4 separate regions of the Sus scrofa genome follow, and all the other regions are linked to region 2. The links are chromatin contacts, called in public Hi-C maps. All regions are on one chromosome and are shown on one strand. The core of a region is the stretch at or near the end of the contact, and the rest is flanking DNA. Distances in the headings are between cores, read along the strand shown.

The links. Hi-C and Micro-C count contacts between places; a contact is called where the count stands out from the background.
Region 1: a Hi-C map of heart right ventricle shows a contact between it and region 2, with 4 times the contacts expected there. The contact joins the enhancer-like site here to the promoter of TBX18 in region 2. A contact is called at or near these places in 4 of 47 Hi-C or Micro-C datasets (embryonic fibroblasts, fetal heart ventricle, heart right ventricle and 1 more) and 1 of 2 datasets of contacts at active chromatin or transcription factors (skeletal muscle).
Region 3: a contact with region 2 is called in a Hi-C map of fetal skeletal muscle, with 1.6 times the contacts expected there. The contact joins the enhancer-like site here to the promoter of TBX18 in region 2. A contact is called at or near these places in 5 of 47 Hi-C or Micro-C datasets (embryonic fibroblasts, fetal skeletal muscle, fibroblasts and 2 more) and 1 of 2 datasets of contacts at active chromatin or transcription factors (skeletal muscle).
Region 4: a Hi-C map of fetal skeletal muscle shows a contact between it and region 2, with 2.3 times the contacts expected there. The contact joins the promoter of CEP162 here to the promoter of TBX18 in region 2. A contact is called at or near these places in 2 of 47 Hi-C or Micro-C datasets (embryonic fibroblasts and fetal skeletal muscle) and 1 of 2 datasets of contacts at active chromatin or transcription factors (skeletal muscle).

The regions. Positions count from the first base shown.
Region 1 is chr1:53,573,802-53,577,379 of Sscrofa11.1, forward strand. No RefSeq gene overlaps it. Among named protein-coding and RNA genes, the nearest start is that of CEP162, 130 kb to the left of the region's middle. Within about 2 kb of position 2,145, at least 6 of the 83 cell types and tissues checked have an H3K27ac peak or open chromatin away from gene starts, as enhancers often do.
Region 2 is chr1:53,865,556-53,868,839 of Sscrofa11.1, forward strand. TBX18 (T-box transcription factor TBX18) reads right to left here and starts at 1,905. Exons shown (of 8, transcript XM_001926951.4): 1 at 1,194-1,905; 2 at 1-4. The coding sequence starts at 1,500.
Region 3 is chr1:54,147,382-54,150,468 of Sscrofa11.1, forward strand. The region is part of intron 4 of LOC102157437 (a long non-coding RNA gene); the gene reads right to left. Among named protein-coding and RNA genes, the nearest start is that of NT5E, 250 kb to the right of the region's middle. Within about 2 kb of position 1,395, at least 2 of the 83 cell types and tissues checked have an H3K27ac peak or open chromatin away from gene starts, as enhancers often do. A contact at or near this core is called in fetal skeletal muscle, where this site is marked.
Region 4 is chr1:53,440,592-53,444,103 of Sscrofa11.1, forward strand. CEP162 (centrosomal protein of 162 kDa) reads right to left here and starts at 1,868. Exons shown (of 28, transcript XM_013992659.2): 1 at 1,556-1,868; 2 at 177-292. The coding sequence starts at 233.

The DNA.
Region 1 (3,578 bases), core at 895-3,394, 290 kb before region 2:
AGAAAATAACATACTCTGTAAATGAAGGGGAGCTCAGGAACATCAGAAAGGCAGGCAGGAACGCTAAGAAATAAGATGTTCCACCATTATGTTTTATTTGCTCTCTGTCTTTGGGATTATGTGTCTTTCAAAGCAGCTGCTGTTAAGACCATATGAAAAACCTTCTTTAATCAAAGGAGCAAGTGCCTTGTTTTCCTTCAGAAGAAAAGTGGCATAAAAATGCTTCAGAGCTAATTTTGTCTGATTTTTCTCTTGCTGTTGTCATATATTTCCCAGTGTTAGCTTTCTCTGACCCTGCACTTTGGTCTCTCAAAGTGTACTCCAAAAGTGTCCCTTGGGTTTGGTCCAGTGAAGACTGCAACTGGCCCTAGTTAACAGGTCTCACTTCCTTCAATTCTGGGTCTCCTGGCCCTTGGGCTGAAGGCTCAGGGATTTAGGCATTCAGGCTGGGTCTGATGGAGAGCATCAGGCTGTGTGTCTCCTTACTCATGAGAGGGGTAAGGCGAAGCTCTCTGGGTTTCGTGCTTTCCCAGAGACCCAGGATTTTTTTCCTGGATCATTGTTGGATTGTTAATTCTAAGACTGCAAGGGTGGCTTATACCATGAATGCGGCACCTCTTTGCCAGAGCTAAGCCTGCCCTGCGCTGAAAATGAAATAGTTCAATGTTGCATGCAGGTTATTAAAGATTCTGCTTACTTTACAACGGTCTGTTAACAGCTCTAATGTCTTTAACATGTGCAGCCTATTGACTTTTAAGTAACATTTTATTGAAGTAACTGCCGCGCTTATTAGCCCGTAAGATTTACGCTTCATTTTCAGTCCTGGATCTGGAGGAGGGAGCAGCCTTCCCTTGACTGGTGGAGCCTTATGAGATAAGAGATAGTGTGAATGAGAACATCTGTGGTTCAATAGGGTCAAGAAGAGAAGCAGCTCACTGCCTAGGATTTGGAGTGTGCTAAGGGTCACAAAGAAACAATCACATCTTCATTAGTGGAATATTTGGAGAAAAAAAAATTTGCAGATGTGGCCAGTGTGAATGGCTCATGTCATGGTTGTACCATTTTATGTGTCAGGTGGATAGTTAATTTCAATGAGAGCAAAATTTCACATAAATGAGCATACAGGGAACCACCCGGACTGATACCTGAATGTTCCATGCTGCGTTTACTTAGGCATTTTGGAAAAATTTGCTTTTTACCACTGCTGTTCCTTCTTGGAAACACAAAGAATTATGCCACTAAGTGTATAGATCCTTGAGCACAAAAGAGTCAACATACAAATCTGTAAAAATCTACAAAAACATCACAGGAAGGAAAGTTGGCATTCACTTGATCCCAGGATTTGAGGGATCTGGAGGATATAAAGGAAAGCTTTAGTGCACTTAAAATAAGTTTTGATTTTATATTGAATACATTAGACATGTTTGTAAATAGCCGAATATCTGCATAGTTTTTCTTTCATTTTTATGCCAAGGAAAAAGTTATGTACAAATGTGAGTTTATTTAATAAAAGAGAAGCTTTCCACATAACTGCACATTAGTGCGCTCCTGATGGGGTGACAATGAAATCTTCAAATAGCTCTACCAAAGAAAACAGAATGAAGAGAGCAAAAACCAGTTCATAAGAGTAGGCATAAGTAGGACTTACACAATGATCTGAAGTTTTATGGCCTATGGAAAACTCCACGTTTCTCATCTCAGTTTTCAAGCTGTGGCTCAGAAATCAGCAGAAGGACAAGGCATGGTTTTCTCATAACTTCCAGACCAGAGATAAGGCATTCTTGAACATTTATGGTAAAAACTGAAAGGCTGATAAGAACCCTCTGCTAACACTGGGCCAGTCCTCGTTCTTCCGCTTTGAGACATCTGTCTCTTCCTTTTTGAGAAATCCCATCACCCTTGCGTGAACTGATGGAGAGGAACCGTCTGTCATAGCCGCAGGGCTTAAATTACCAGCTTTTCAGGTCTGCAGAGACTTTCAGAACTGTACTAATATATTCACAACAGGAGGAAAGTGCCAACAGAAACAGATCCTGAATTGGTTCCCAAACAGGATGACAAAAATGTCCACCCGGACCACACACAATCCAGCCGCATTGCACGGGGCCCCCGCAACATACCCTTGTTTTGCTTTGCCCACCTATCAGCAGCCCCGAGCGCTTCACGTGAGGACTGGATGGCTCCTGCCGCTTAATTAAATTTTGCACTTAGCTCAGCGACTCAGAATCTGTGTTGTTAAAAAGTATATATTTCTTCCAAACCGATCCGTTTTCAAGGGATGTTTCTTTTAAGAAAAAATAAGGGGGGAGGGGGGAGCAGAGGCAATGTGCAAGTAAAAGAATTACTTTTTTTATGTTCTGAAATTGCCCACTGGTGTGTCTCTCTCTGTGCACAATTTGCATATTCATCTTAAAATGTTTTATTTTAGAGAAGTTTTTAAAAATTTTTAAAAATTGTAGTATAGTTGATTTACAATGTTTTGTTAGTTTCTGGTGTACGGCAAAGTGATTCAGAGAGATAAATACATAATTTTTCACATTCTTTTCCATTATAGTTTATCACAGGATTTTGAATATAGTCCTCTGTGGTAGGCAGTAGGGCCTTGTTTTATCTATTTTATACGTAGTAATGTATATTAGAGCAGTTTTTTTAAAAAAGAAATATATGTGCACATTATTTAAAAGATAACAAAGCACTCAAGTAAGACTAAAGCAAGACCTCTTTATTGCAAAAGCCTGGGAAATCAATGCAAATTTAATAAAATAAAATTCTAGTCTGCTGTTTCCTGGAAATAGAATCTTTTAAAGAAATTGTGAAACCGGGGCTGGCATCAGCTGGGAGGATCTTTTATACTTAGATCATATACGCTGAGAACTCTTGATCCTAACCAGAGCAAGCAAGGCAAAGTGCCACCTAAGATGAATGCAAACCTGAATCTAGCTGCCTTGCCCCAAATCTAAGCATCATAGGCACAAAAATGAAATGCTACGTACTTGAAAGCATCTGTGATGTCTTATTTAGCTTCTGATTGTAAATACACCCCAGGTGAAAACAATTGATATAAGGGTGCGCAAGATTGGTGATTATAAATTCCAAACATTTCAGAACCTTTATGAGTTTTTTCAACCCCGCTTAATGCTTTAGTCCCAACACCTTTAATAAAATCAAGGTGACAGACCATGAAAACATTTACTTGAGAACTACAAGCAAATCTGATACTATTGTTGAAAGATGCCTGGGGGCACGTGGACCAGCGCACAGCAGAAGAGAAGGCGGCAGAGCTGATAGAGGTGTGTGGTAAGGCAGGGGACCTCAGGATTCTGCAGAAAGGCTGCGGGGCTTTGAAATTTTAAACGGGCTAAAAGAGAAGATGCAGGAGAGCCAATCCTAGGCAGATCACAGGAAAGAGAGTGTTATCCAAAGGCAAATTTATTCTCTCATAAAAATTGGATTTTTTCCCCCCTGATTTTGAGTAAAATGTGGTTTCATAAATTAATGCCTGTGCCACATGAAGGAGGCTGAAACGTGACCGTGAAATTTTTTTCACACCGGAGTTCACAACTCACGCTTCATCCACC
Region 2 (3,284 bases), core at 655-3,154:
CTTCCTGGGCAGCAAAAGTTAGAGAGGGGTAACGGGTGAGGGCTCGAGGTGGGAAGCCTGGTGAGACAGTTACACCCGAGGGCGGCTGGGGAGAGGAAAAAGGCCGGAGGAAAAGGAAAGCTTTCTTGCCGTCGGGTCCTTATAACAAACAGGCCCGGGGTAAACAGCCATTCCGCCAGCCAAAGTGACCAACTACGCCCGACGCTCAAGTAGGGCCCTCTTGGGTCGCAGAGGCACGCGGACCGTGCCCACCCCACCCTCCTCGCTTCAGACGGGTCACGGCCGGCCCCCAAATAAGTTTTGTGCCACGGCTAGAGTCTGGGATGCTTTCCCAACTGAGCCAGAGATGAGTTCCCAAGTCCGGATCCCCAGTGCAGGCCTGGAGAGCGCGAAGCAAAAGCTCCTTGCTCCCGGGCCCCAGGCCCCTGGTCCCAAGCGCCCGGGCCTCCCTTAGCAATAGGCATCCAAAGCGCCTTGTTTTGGGCCCGGCGGGAGGCATCCTCTAGAAAGCTCTTCAGACACTGCTCCTGGCAGACTTTCCAGCCTTCCTGAGCTTCTCAGCCTTGGGAAAAGAAGAGCGCGAAAAACAAGCCCACGATCTCTGTCCGCCTGGGCAGCGGGAATCCAGAGCGGAAGGGAAGGGAAGCGATCAGCTACCCCTCGGGAAACCACGTTTGCAAATAACGCTGTCTTCTTCCCGGTTTGCCTAAACGGTTTAGGAATTCGTTTCGGTTTGCGGTAGGAGGAGGTGTTATGCCTTAGCTCCCCCCACTCCCAGGCTTTTAATGGTTAGGAAAGAAAAAAAGAGCACCCGCGGGTTTGAAACCCCAGGGGAGGCAGATGCGGAAAGCCCAGATCTGTACCGCGGAGGGCCGCAAACTGCAGCCGCTGAGGGCGCGAGTCTCCAAGTGGGCAGCAGCCTGAGAAGCGAGGCTGAAAACAGCATTTTAACCGTTTGGAGGGTGACTCGAGTTGCCAGGCGAGAGCGGCCCAGGCAGCAGCGAGCTTTGCGCCCTGACACCCACCGGTAGTGCGTTAGTGGCTGAGTTGCCTCGGGTACGTAGGGACACCGAGCGCGCGCGCGCGCGCACGCCCACAACTCTCAGAAGTTCAGGTTCTCAGCCGCCGGGCTGGCTGGAGGGACTGGGAGGGTACGCGTGGGGAAGAAGTTAGGTGGGAAGGGGCCGACTCACCCGCGGTTCCGCGGGAGCCGCAGCTCCGCTCCAGTTCTGCGCAGCTCCGGGTGGGCCCGGACACCGCCCCCGCCGGCGGCTGGAGCGCAGTACCTTCATCCCCCTCAGAAGAGCCTTTTTCGCTCGCGCCGCCGCCACGGCTGCAGCCTCCGTCATCTAAGGCCCCAGCCACCTCTTCCGTGCCCAGCTTTCGTCGCTTCTTCTGAAGCTGTTGCTGCTTCTCCGCGCCGATCAATGCCTCCACGGAGAAGGCGTGCGCCTTAAGGCTTAGCATGCTGCATGGCGAACCCCTCCGCTTCTCGGCCATTCCCGCCGCCCGGCGCCCGCCGCTCGCTCATATACACACACACAGGCACACGCACACACTCGCTTTCCTTCCCCGACCAAAATCTGAACGACTCTCAGGGCCTCCCGCAGACCGAGATCTGCCCCCTGCCCCGCCGCGGGCAAAAACAAATTTGGCGTTTCCTCTTTCGCGCTGGTGCTGGGATCCGAGGAACCAGCAACGCGCCCTCCAAGTTTCCTTCCCTTGGTCTCTCGCGCGCGCTCCCTCACTGATGGACTCCTTCGCTCCCACCCCCTCCACCTCCTCCGGCTGCTCCAAGATCTGCCTCGACTGATGCGCCAGAGAGGACTAACATGGGTAAAAAACACTCTGCGGACACAAATTAGGGATTGTAATTGAAATTTGTTGCCTTGATCTGTCAGCACTTCCAGGCAGGAGAGCGGTGGGAAGAACTTGCTCATTAGTGTCAATAAAGGGGCGGAGGCGGAGTTCGGGCTTCTGTCAGTCACCGAGACGGCTCGCCAATCAGGAGGCGCCGACTCCGCTCAGCCCGCGCCCACTTCCTTACAAGGTCGCAAAAAACCTAAAGTGAAAAGCGCCGCCGTCTGGCTTGAAAGTACCAGCCCCGGCGCTGAACCCAGTCTCCCTGCCTCCCACAGCCCAGTCCTGCTCGGGAATCTCCAGCTTTCCTCACCGAGACCTGACGCTCCTGAAGGCCGAAGAAGAAGGCCGAAGCTTTCTTCAGCATTAAACCGAAATGATCCCCACGTTAGAATATCAAGAATCTTTCAAGACACCTGAAATTCCTTCCCACTCCACTATCACTTAATACCGCTACAACTCAGAATTTTCTGAGGAGTGGGGAGAACTCACAGCCAACAGGCCGTCTTTTCTCATGTACACGTTCCTGCATTTAGTAGGGTCCACTCTGCTCCGGGGCGTGGCATTAAACTTATTTATTTAAGTTTTACCCCGTAGATTTTTCTTGGGAAGGAAGAGAGAATTCAAGATATATTTAAATCCTTTACATTTAGGAGAACAAAATTTTACATTATTGCTTAGTCCTTTATATGAGATAGCCAGAAAAAGCACGCTCTTTCCGGAGCCTTCCATTTCTTTTAGCCCATCATAATAGTTAATTTAAAACTGGGATTTTCATTTTTATGTCTGTAATGATAAGGACTTAGTTTTAAGACCCCTAAAAACTTCACAAAGTGAAATAAGTTTTAAGATGCAATAAAATTTCCATTGCGCTTAAAAAAAAAAAGTCTCAGCAATTTAAAGTAACTTCGTACTTGTACTTTTCTTGACAATTTGCTACTTCTTTTCCCAGGCTTAAATGTAAAGAGCCAAAGTGTTTCTTTAAAACAACTATTTAAAAACGCTTTTTAATTGAATAATACTAAACATGCATTTACTTGTTCAGTTTGTTCTATAGTGTCAACTCGACTTTATGTCGGGATTAACAACAACAAAAAAAATAGGTGTGGTATGGATAGAGCAAATCTCTTGTAGAATAAAATAACACGACAAAGAATTGTTTCGTTTCTCTCCCTCGCTCAGTTCAACCTCCACGCTGTAGGATGCCCGTTATCTCCGACTTCGCTCTTAGCTTTCAGTACAATAATTCAGGCAGTAGCTTCGCCCTGCGATCCTTTTAACCGTAGCTCCCAAGGAACTCCCGGTTTCTCCACCGCACCCAGAAAATCAGGAACCTGAGAGGGCGGTGCTCAGAGGTATCCACGTACTGGCCATCCAGCGGACCCGGCAACCTCAGGGTCAAAAACAACTCCCTAGCAACCTGC
Region 3 (3,087 bases), core at 145-2,644, 280 kb after region 2:
GTGAGTGAGTGAATAAGTGAAAGAAACCCATTCATTCAATATTGAAAGACTGAAAAAGAAGCAGACTTCTCTTACATGTCCAAGATGCATGGTAACTATGAAATCTTATTTTTATGTTTTTCACTAATGAAGGGGGAAAGGACCAGTAAATTAATCCCACTGAGAACAATTCAGATAAAACAATTCTTATTTTTCCTAAACAAGTATGACATAAAGATTATTATTTAAAATATTACTGATTATAAATAAAATAAGAAAAGCTACTTTTACTTCGGAAACAGTGGTTCATTCTCAATGTTTTTAAGAAATAAAGAAGACGATTTTAAATGGCAAACAACAACTCTTATTTTGATAAATTTACACTGAGACTACTATGTAAGAACATGAGTTTTAGTGGGCATTTATTTTAGATTTTTGAAATTAGCAGTAAATCAACACTTTAAAAATTCAGATGATGCCAAATTCCCATTTCCTTAAACTGGTCATATGCATATTATTTTTAAGTGAAATCTCTTTCAAAATTTTAGTACTAATTCTATAAATTCCTGATGATACACATGAGTACAAATATTATACTTGATCCTTAAAAGAAGCATAGCTGTAGCTGATATTTTATAATTTTGTAAGTCACACCTGTTAGGCAGGCAATTCTACTTAAGTGTGTTTTAACTTCCTTAATATGCTTAAGGGGCCTCTTTAAGAATTAGGCTTCCTCTTCTTTTAAACCAATTTTAAACGACTGAACAGTAGCAGGGGGATGTGGTACTGAAATCAAAGATTTTAATAAAATATGTGATTCGACAGTAACAAGATAGTTTGTGTTTTCAAAGTGAGTACAATTCCTTTATTTTCTTAGTTTCAAATCTTGCTTTAACAGGCAGTATTGCAGCCAACGAGGTTTATCCAAGAATTAATTATTGCTACTTAAAACAACCTTTTCAAACAAGTTTTAATAAATAAATTCCATTGTCAAAAGAGACGTATATATATTACAAAATTATATTTTATATAGCTAAAAAGACTATCATTTATGGTCAGGATGTCCAGTGATTTCTCATAAAATTTCTTTTGTCCTTAAGAAAAAAATATTGTATATTTTCTTCCTGAAGTTTCTAGAGAAAGCAAACAGTTGCTGAAATACATTACAGCACTTTACAACTTTAAAAAAACAAGAAAGGAAAATCATTTGAGCAGAATGATCATTTTAACTTGGAGAGCCAAGATCGAGCCACACATAAGCTACGTGGATACATCACACCCCCTGATCACTTGTGTGTGCCTTTCCACACAAATGCACATGGAAGTTTTAGCAACAGCCGCTGAACAAGTAAGAAGTCTGCAGGGCACTGCACACAGCTATAGCTGTGGGGAAACGCTTGTAACCCGACCACTGGCTCTCACAGATTCCCTTTATTTAAGGCTCTGGCTGGAGCTGAGGTGAGAGCTGAAACAAATAACAGCCAAGGTAGTGAACAGTTTCATCAAAACCCAGGGACAGTTTCTGTTGTGCAAGAAAAGGGGAGAATTAATCAAGGTAAGAAGCCACTTAGTAGCTTAATTATGAGTCTTTTAATGTCTTTTCATAATCAGTTAATAAATACCTTAACAATAAAATTGAATCTAAGCTTTTAATAGTCCATGTTGGCTAGAACCTAAACAAAGGAATTAGCAGCTCCAGGCTTTTGTGCCGTAACCGTTCACTGTTCGGTGCCAGGAGAAACAAAGCATTTCAAGCACTTTTTTTTTTTTTTTTTTTGGTGCCTCCCCATAATAAACGCTTGTAATATCCCCAATTTCTGGAGTGTAAGACGCAGATCTTATTTATCACAGTATGAGACACACCTGGCACGCGGATCAGGAAACAACTGTTTTACTTCATTTCTGTCATCACCTTCCAACAGATTTCTTTCACATTCCAATTTGGATGGGAGGACTTGACTTTCTCTCCATAAGTTCTCCATTAACAGTTTCACAGCAGAAGGCGCCATTGGTCCGTTTCCTCTCGCAGCAATTAATTACCCAGAGCGGCGTGTTTTGACTCGGCGGCAGCGGCCCCGGCCAGTCCCCAGCACTGACTCTCTGATCTGCCAGCAACGTCTTTATCATCAAGCCCCCTGGTCCCCAGACTGAGCAGTGAATTGTCAGAATTCCTAGGACCCGGAATGACGAACACGGTGTCAAGTCAGCAGCACAAATTACCAACTTCAACTCCCTTCAGTCACTTTTATTAATATGTGTTTGATGGGAGGGAGGCCTTTTTGAAGCTATGTCACTTTCGGGCGCTCGGCACATGAAAGACGCCTTTGCTTGTCTATGACCCATGGCTGGCGGATCGGACTGGGAGTCCTGAGCTCAGGGAGACCCGGGAACAACTAGGCACTAATAAACCTTGAAAAGCTTGAATTACACTGTAACCCACAAAAATTTTCAAATTAAAAAGGCATATTTAGAGGCCCCCCGTGGACAGTGATTTTATTTAGTTTAATTCCCTCTTGTGGCCAATTAGATAGACACCCTTGCACACAGGCACACACTCTGGGGGGAAAAACGGGGGAAAAAGTTTAACTTTGGTTTTGGGGGGGGGAGTGGCAGTATATCATTCCTCCATACAGAAATTATTTTCCCGGCTGTTGTTCTGTAAAGAACAGGGCTGTTAGAAATCAATGAAAGGGTATGCAAGATGGAGTTTTATTTGGATATGTTTTTTAAAGCATTACAGTACTCCAATGTCTTCCTAAGTCCACCTGGGTGAACTGCCAAGTTGAAGAACCAAAGTAGAAGTGCCACCAGCAGGCAGAGCATCCTCGTTTAAATCTCTGCAATTATCTTCTAGTCAAAAGTGACTTCTTCTAAGAAGGCTTCAAATTCATAGCTAATGGTGGGTTGGTTTGTATTTGTTTTTTAATTAAGCGGCTTGTACCACTTGAATGCATTTTTATCATCTCTGCCTGGAGCTTATTTACCCAAATGGAACTCAGATCGACCGGAAAGATATATGTGCTACAAAAATTGTTCATCGCATCTCTCATGGCTCACCACTGCTCTTTCCATTAGGACTGCAAAATTCGCCTCCTTCTCATCTGGTGG
Region 4 (3,512 bases), core at 618-3,117, 430 kb before region 2:
GCCCTAGACTAGGAGGGTGGCAGTGAGCAGGGAGAGAACTAGAGGGATGATAAATACATTCTGGAGAGAGATGACAGAGCTTGGTGATAGACTGATTGTGTCTTAGAGGTGAAAGCACTGAAGAACAAGTTTCTTATGACAAATCCGAAAAACAACTTTAAAAAATTTACACTTACCTCTTTCATGAACTGTTCAAACTCTTCATCTAGCTCTTCTTTGGAAGAGTGGGCCATTATCAATAATTTTCACTTCCCAAAGTAAACATTCCAAAGTATGTACAATGTTGGAAACACTAAATGGCAAGAGATCATAAATATCCTTTAAGAAAATCCATATCACATCATAAAAACAGCCAGACTTGAACTTCAGACATTTCTCTAGCATATATACACAGATATTGATTAAGAAGCTGTACAGTGATTTCCAGTTCATTAATAAAACGACGTGGAAAATCAGCTTTCACAGTTTGCCTTGTACTTAGGATTCAAACCTACATTTTCATTCTTAACAACCAATTGTTAGAATAGCCTCCAAAACATTAAATCTTTGCACATTAGTGTGTCTGTTAAAAAGTGTAAATTAACAAGTCCCAAAGACCTGCTTCTCTTTTGCAAAGCCCAGGACAGAGTTTGTGCTGCCTTACCATTCAGCTAGCTATCAATTCATACTAAAAGTTGTAAAACAGACTGTTTGCTTATATGGGGACGTTTCCAGATACATATTTCTGGATTGACTTATTAAGATTTCGAATCTACCTAGAGTTCCGCTGTGGCACAGGGAGGTAAAGATCCAGTTTTGTCTCTGCAGCGGGTAAGGGTAAGGGTGGCTGCTGAGGAGTGGGTTCCATTACCCACCCACCGCGCCCCTCCCCCACTTACCCCTCCCGCCCCCACCTTACCCCTCCCGCCCCCAGCACAGTGAGTTAAGGATCCGAAGTTGCCCCAGCTGCAGCTGAGATTCCATTCCTGGCAGGGAACTTACATATGCCGCAGGTGCGGCCCCCCCCCCCAAAAAAAGGTAGATTGACTCCACATAAAACAAAGCTAAAGGAGTATTCAAATTAAAACAAGTTATGTTATTTTGAGGAAGGGAAAGTCAATTAAACTATGAAACGGTGACTTGCAACGCTAACTCCCCCGTCTCCCTAAAGACTCAAACTTCGGATCTGCGCCAGCTTCTGGGTTGTAACTCCTAGAGGCAGCTAAAATTCGGCTTCCTTTGGCAGAGGCGGTCTACGTAGACCTGGACAATACTTTGCCCAACCTGCACAATAACAGCCCCTCCCTCTAATTTGCATTTCTGTTCAGTTCAGAGTGGAGCTGGTTAAGGTCTTGGCCCCAGATTCTGGGTTAAAGGCGGATCCCACCCAAAGGGGCCCCGGCCCCGGCCCCGGGAAGCGCGGGTTCCAGAGTCAGCGGGAAGACAAAGACGCACCTGCAAGGGAGCCAGGGCGGAGAAGGGGAGTGACCCGAAACTAAAACCCTGAGAAGCAGGTCTGAGCACAGTCTTGGCCCTACTCAGCCGAGCTGGAAGGTAGCATTCACGCCTCACCTACCTTCGCCTCTGAATTCCGCGCTTTTCCGGAGGTCGACCGGGGCCCAGCAGTTGCCGGGGTAACAGACTTCAGCCGCCAGGTTTCAGGGTCACATGACCCAAACGTGTCACGTGGCTTGCGGCGCCAACTGAGAGCTGTTAGTGTGTTTTCCTCTGGGCCAGCGCAGGTTGGAGTGGCCGTGGCTCGGCCGAATAATCTGGCGGGTTAGGAGTCGTCGCTGCTGCAGCGCTAGAGACTCCTGGGCCCTCTCTGCGCTCCTTGGTTAGTGGATGCACGACGGGGTCACGAGAGCCGGAACAGGCGTGATGAGTGTGGCTGACCCACCCGTAGCTTCCTGGGAAATGTAGTTTAACTCCCTTGGTCCTTGTAGTTCCGCATTTCTCATCACTTCTCTTCCCCTCTTCCTAATCTTCCCCTCTCCTGTAGTTTCAGCTTTCTGCTCTCCAAGCGAAAGCCTAGAAAAAATTTAACTTATTGAGTGATTTCCTTTGCGTGCAAAGCTCTGTGTGGGCGTTGGGACACTCTAAGCTTTGCGGAAGAACTCTGTTGTCAGCCTAGGGACTCTGTTCCACCATCTAGTGGACAAGACTTGGAAAATACACAGAAACACCTTAAGCCCACAAACCCCCAAGCCCTAACCCATATTGGAGCATTTCTGTCGTTTCCCACTACCCCTCCAACCCCCACCTCCACCTCCATTCTATAGTGGCCTCTTACAATTACTTTCTTGAATTTTTTATTTTTGCTATTTCTTCCTCTGAAAAAATAAAAATAAAAACACAACATCCGTTAGAGTTTGACAGGACCCCATTTAGGATATTTAAAGTAAAATGGATAGCAGCTGAAAGTATTGACTAAAAAAAATATGTACACCTGAAAGTTGAGAGTTTCGTTTTATTTGGTGGACAAAACTGAGGACTTAATCCCAGGAGGCAGCATCTCAAGTAACCCTGGGAAAACTGCTCCAAGTGTTGGGGAAACTCAGCCACTGTCCATTGGTGCCTAATAAAAGCAGGGGGAGACAGAGATTGGGGTGAAGGAGGACAAAAAAAAAAGCTTTTATTGCTTTGCCAGGCAAAGGAGGCCATAGCAGGCTAATGCCTTAAAGATTGTGCCCTCCCTTGAAGAACAGTTGCGGCCGTTTAATAGTCTAAACAGAGAGAAACAAAATTTCAGGGAAGAATCAGGGTTGGGCAAAGATGCATTCTTGTTTCTTTGAGGGAATCGTCAAAGCTAGTGTCAGGAGAGCTCAGAATGATCCTGGTGGTGGTCTTCTAGGTTATAGCATCTTGATTTTCTCTAGAATAGCAATGCTCATGAAAAGGGTTATACTGATGAGCAACTAGAACAAACTAGAGAAGTTCCTGAAAAACATCAGATGCTAGAATCTTAGCTCAGAGGTGACTGTATTCAGGGTGCCTAATCAAGTGAGGGAGAAGCACAAGGAAAGGGCTCCAAACTTCAGTTTTAAGCTGTTCATTACCTAAAGGAGCATGAGGAATATAAACTTTTCTTTCAGGTGTACAAGATGCCTACATCTTAGGTGTGTTCTTTGAGGGGGAACCAGGACCCTGCCCCAAGTTTGCAGTATAGTTGCTTGAGAGTTCCTCCATTGTCTTTTCATCCCCTCCCTTCCCTGATTAGCAACTGTTTGAACTTCTTGGGACTCAGGGAAGGGCCTGGAGGCTGAATGAGACCCATTTCCTAAAAATAAGAAATAGAGGACACAGAAAGGCTTTTGTGCCCAGGAGCCCCACAGGGCCATGCTTGGTTTCACAAGGAGGTGAGGTGAGGAGCTGGGATTTATAAGAGTTTTGCAATAAAGGGCAGATAGTAGGAACAAAAGATTACTGCTAATAACAGAAAACAGCTATCTTAAGGAATTTAGCATTTTTCTATGTATGCGAAGATGTAAGTTCTGGGTTCACTGAAATCATTCCTTTGATATGCACCACAG